Linked DNA regions of Sus scrofa: region 1 is linked to region 2. Evidence: chromatin contacts called from public HiChIP or PLAC-seq data. All regions are on one chromosome and are shown on one strand. The core of a region is the stretch at or near the end of the contact, and the rest is flanking DNA. Distances in the headings are between cores, read along the strand shown.

Region 1 (2,700 bases), core at 111-2,610, 240 kb after region 2:
TACACATCACCCAGCTCACAAAACGTCCTGGTGACACCTGCCAGTGTTACGAGGCTCAAGATCAGTTAGGTGGAACCAGCAGAGACTGCTACAGGTTGTCTCTTTTCTTGTGCTGGATGATCTCCTATCGATTCAGCTACCTTGCCTTCACCAGGTCTTTGAAATCCATAGTAAGCAGCAGGTTATTAGATCAAAGTAGTGGAGTGAGTCTGAAAATGGCATTTTCCCCCAAATTCAGAGCTTTTTGTCCTCAGGGGGGATGGAAGATTCTCATCTGTGATCTCCTGCATCTTGGCATCTTGGGCAGACAGTACTTGCTTTTAACCCTGGAAGGATTTCCATGTGGAGTGGAGTATTCCTGACATGTTACTTGAAGCATATTGCTTCCATGTTCTCCCATGTTCAACTCCAATAAAGTAGGTATTCCCAGGTTATACAAATCCCAGATCTATATCACCTAGAGAAAAGTAATGTATCTTGAATGTACAAATGCAGTAATCAGGATACAGGTTATCATCAGATTCATGTAAAGGCATTGTCTGGACAGGCAAAGCAAAGGCAAAAATAGGCTAAGGCTTGACCTCAGAACTCTGTTCCCTTAAGCTGGGTGCTCAAAAGAGCTTACCCGGTTCCCTTTGGGCCTTCCTATTGTATATTCTTCTGAGAATCAAAAGGCCTGGAGTGCAAATTCTGGCTCCACTACTTAATTGCATAAACTTGGGAAAAACACTGACACCTCTTGCTCTCTGTTTCCTTATCTGTGTAAGGAGGGGGTGATGGTATAATGTCCACGAGTGTTTGGAGCTTCGTGAATGTTCAAATGCTGAACAAATAATTGTAGTTGGTCCTTGGGAGACAGTCTAGCATGGAGGTCAAGAGCGTGGAATCTGAAATGAGACTGCCTGGTGTGAGCCTCAGTCACCAGCTTTATTACCTTAGGTGTTACTTCTCTAAATCTATGTTTCCTTCCCTGTAAAGAGGATGATTTTAATAAGACAGAATAGCTATAAGGATTAAATGACATCATCTAAAACCTCTTGTATCTGCATATCCTTCTGGGGGGATTTCTGGGGCCATGCAATGCTGTGGAAGCCTCAGCAGGAAGGAAGATGGATGTAGCTTCTGGGCTGATGCACCTGCCTGCCCCAGCTGCGTTAGTCCCTTTCTGAGGCCATGGAGCTGCACAGGGTTCTGCAGTATCTCTACACAGTGTATTCTATGTCAGCAACCCCGATGAGGTGCAGTGGGCCTGCCCTTCCTGCTCCCCAGACTCTGACCAACCTCCAGCCGCTTGATAGGTTGTAAAACTAGTTTTCTTGGTGTCTTGCCATCTAATCAGTTCTCACGTGAGTGTTTTTCTGGGTCAGAGGATCTTGGGTTCTTGGGTTCACTGTGGTCAGAGTCTACTGCCACCTAACAGGAAGTTGCTTCACTAACGAGATAATTCAGTATTTCTTCAGGAACTTGCAGGCTGTTGCTGGGCAACAAACTCCAATATCTGAAATCTATAGATCTTCCAGTTTTTCTAACTAGCACAATTGAATACTGCTTAGTCAGGAACATCTGAGGAGTCCCAGGCTATCAAACACCTTTAATTACGTTCATGCTGATTGGCATTTCCTATCTGGGGCCCTGAACAGCCAAACAAGTCAAGTGAATCTAGTCAGGGCAAGACAGCCCTTCCTGAGCTAGGCAATTTTTCCCACCAACAGCCTCCCTGTTTCTGGTGCAGAAAAGAGATATGACAATGGCTCTTCGCCATGTGCCTCTGACTGTATATGCTGGGCACTGGGTTAAGCGCATAACATATTGATTTATTAAATTTATCGGGTGGGTGTTACCATGTAAGGAAACCCAGGCACTGAAAGATTAAGGAACTTGCTCCTGGTCACACAGCCACTCTTCCCTAAGCTGTTTGGCCATTTGTTAGTCCATACCTGATTTTAGCAACCAGTGGGGGATTAAAAAAAAAATCTTCATAATAACAGTTAATTTATCTCTAATAATTGTAGAGGACTATTTCTATCACTAAATTTACCTTGAAGCATTTGATTCCAAACAGCCATATAAAAGAATTTTAGGAGTTCCCATTTGTGGCTCAGCAGTAACGAACCCAACTAGTATCTATGAGGACATGGGTTCGATCCCTGGCCTCGCTCAGTGGGTTAAAGGATTTGGTGTTGCTGTGAGCTGTGTTGTAGGTCGAAGACGTGGCTCAGATCCTGTGTTACTGTGGCTGTGGTGCAGACCAGCAGCTCCAGCTCCTATTTGACCCCTAGCCTGGAAACTTCGTATGCAGTGGGTTTGGCCCTAAAAAGACCAGAAAAAAAAAAAAAAAAAAAAAGAAGAAGAAGAAGAAGAAGAAATTTAAAAACTGGACTAATTTCATAGTCATGTAATTCTGACTCAAAGAAAATGTATATTTGTGTCAAAATAGAGTATCACGATTTTATTAATAATATTTCAAGAGAATTTTTTTCCCTTAAAATTTGCTTTATCCCCCTAATGTGAAATCTTATTAAAGTTTTACCTTTATTTTTTTCTTGTGTATCTACTCTGATTTTGGTTTATTGGGACCTAACCTATCTAATATGGATAGGATACAAATTAAATGCTTCCAAAATATCCAGATAAAAATTTCACCCAGTCAATTGCTTTGTCACCTCTAGTAATATCCTTTTAAATCCACACTTTTTGTTT
Region 2 (2,700 bases), core at 111-2,610:
TCTACATGCCCTGCGTGCAGCCAAAAAAAAAAAAAAAAAAAAAAAAAAGCTGCCCCACTTAGTAGAAGTAAACACACACAATACCAAAACCAAGCACAGGAGCTAAAACGCGTGTGAAACTTGAGAAATCCGATAACGAATCCAGCTGTCACCTCTGAACTGGAGTGTTTCCATAGACTTGAATAATTTATAAGATTATCATAGCCGATCTTCTTATATCACGGACAGCCTTTTTTTTTCTTGCCGTAGAGGCATACTATATTCACCTCAAAAACATGATTCCAATATATGTCAAGACCAGATAAGTATAATTATAAATTATTAATAATAAAACAATTTAATAACTTTTGTGTGTGATACTTTAAGTGCTTAATTCATTTCTTCTTTTTTTTTTTTTTTCTTTTGTCTTTTTAGGCCCACAGCCATGGCATATGGAAGTTCCCAGACTGGGGTCAAATCAGAGCTGTAGCTGCCAGCCTACACCACAACCACAGCAACATGGGATCTGAGCTGCATCTGCAGCCTACACCACAGTTCATGGCAACGCTGGATCCTTAACCCACTGAATGGGGCCAGGGATCAAACCATATCCTCATGGATACTAGTCAGATTTGTTACCACTGAGCCGCTATGGGAACTCCTTAATTCATTTCTTTCTTTTTTTTTTTGTCCTTTTGCTGTTTCTTGAACCTGCGGCATATGGAGGTTCCCAGGCTAGGGGTCGAATTGGAGCCATAGCCACCGGCCTACGCCAGAGCCACAGCAACTCAGGATCCAAGCCGCGTCTGCAACCTACGCCACAGCTCAGGGCAACGCCGGATTGTTAACCCACTGAGAAAGGGCAGGGACCGAACCCGCAACCTCATGCTTCCTAGTTGGATTCGTTAACCACTGCGCCACGATGGGAACTCCCTTAATTCACTTCTTTTTTTTTTTTTGCTATTTCTTGGGCCACTCCCTCGGCATATGGAGGTTCCCAGGCTAGGGGCTGAATCGGAGCTGCAACTCTGGTGTAGGCCGGTGCCTTAATTCACTTCTTAATATGCTTCAGAATGTATCCATTTGTATGAAAGTCATGATTATTGTTATTTCACATAGCGAGACATGGGGGACAGAAATTTCGGCAACTTGAACCACTCTGGTCCAGATGGACTGTTGTACCCAGCACTTACTCAGAGCTGGCCAAATCCTCAGTTGGCCAACAGCTACTGATATATCTACTTGTGCTGATAGCCAGCATGGGCTCCATGAGCACAGGCTGCTTGGTCATCCTGGTTCTTACCACCCAGTGCTTCAAATGGTAGCTCCCCGCAGAAGAGAAAGGAGCATGGGACAGCTGAAGAAATCAAAATGACTTGCAATGACTCACACTCAAACCACGAAGAGAATTCTTTGCTCATGGGGGCATTTGCCAGTGTGTCACAGTTCCTTGAAGTTGTGTGGCAAGAATTGTTTTGTTTTGTTTGGGATCCGAGGAGAGATTTCAGGAGGGAAATTGGACAGTGAGTTCCTCTTCCAGTGAGAGTGGTTCACATGAAGAGCAGGAGGATGCACGTGGAATGGAGTGTGATGCATGTTTGAAAGTCACCCTGCCTTTAACTGTGTTATGAGGAAGTCTCGTCTTCAGAGCACAACCTCAAGCCAAAAGTCTGTGTACTTGAACCTCGCCTATGCTCCTCCCTGACAGCAGGGGCGCTGTCATGCCAAACGGAACCTGCCACGGGGCCAATAAAGAAATATAGAGACCAAACTTTATGAAGGTGGAAAATGTATAAGAACAGAATTGTATAAGAATGCAGTTTGATTCAAGTTAACAGAAAATTCAGGTCTTTTTCACTGCAAGTTGGATTTTCCCCTAGATTAGCCTGTTCCCTTTTAACTCTGGTCCTTGGGGTAAAATCAGTTCCAGGTGGAATGGCTCTCCTCACAGCTGTGGGTATGTGGCTACACGTGTGGATTTCCTCTGCAATCCACTGCAGCACATCCTTCCAAAGTTCTCTTCCCTTCCAATCTTCTTCTGAGTCTTCTGCCTATTCTAACAAGTGTGTTTTTTCATTTTGTTTTTATCATTGTCCACTGTGGACAGTTGTATCTGCCTTTCTGTCTGCTGTAAACTGTTCCTTCTCTTTGAGCATGGATTAAATGTTTTATTGTGATCCTGATCTTCTCAGCAATATATTCGAATGACAATTTTGTGAACACCATACCTTAAAATTAGACCCTGCTTCATAAAAAATATGAATGTGCTTTACATCATTTAGGGTTTTACTGGAGAAGAAAATTCAGATTCTAGACATGGACTGAGAGGTTTATTTTAGGGGTCTAATATCAGGCAGTTATATTAAAGAGATGGTGAAGAACTCAGTGGAATTCTGCTTCTTTTGCATTGGTGGAGGGTCTGAAGTCACTGTAAATCAGTGGGGCTGGCAGTCAGGAGGAGAAGTTTCCATGTGAGGCATAGAAGAGCTAGAACAAACTAAAATTTGCATTTAGCCCTCCCTATCTCCAAACTTTATCGCCCATGAGACCTAAAAAATAAGCTGATCTCTTTCACCATGGAGTTGTGTGTGCATCTGACCCAGGACTCAGAGAAGCTGAAGGAAGAGGAGCTGGAAGTTGGAAAACCATGGACTGGCTTCTGCCTACACCACCATGGTGGGCAAGAGATGAGGTTGTGGCAGCACCTGCTTCTGACCTTAA

What was found. HiChIP or PLAC-seq counts read pairs in DNA pulled down with a chosen protein or histone mark.
Region 1: a contact with region 2 is called in an H3K27ac HiChIP or PLAC-seq map of alveolar macrophages, with 3 times the contacts expected there. The contact joins two enhancer-like sites.

The regions. Positions count from the first base shown.
Region 1 is chr5:47,708,426-47,711,125 of Sscrofa11.1, forward strand. No RefSeq gene overlaps it. Among named protein-coding and RNA genes, the nearest start is that of BHLHE41, 22 kb to the left of the region's middle. Within about 2 kb of position 1,361, at least 18 of the 83 cell types and tissues checked have an H3K27ac peak or open chromatin away from gene starts, as enhancers often do. A contact at or near this core is called in alveolar macrophages, where this site is marked.
Region 2 is chr5:47,467,046-47,469,745 of Sscrofa11.1, forward strand. No RefSeq gene overlaps it. Among named protein-coding and RNA genes, the nearest start is that of SSPN, 140 kb to the right of the region's middle. Within about 2 kb of position 1,361, at least 13 of the 83 cell types and tissues checked have an H3K27ac peak or open chromatin away from gene starts, as enhancers often do. A contact at or near this core is called in alveolar macrophages, where this site is marked.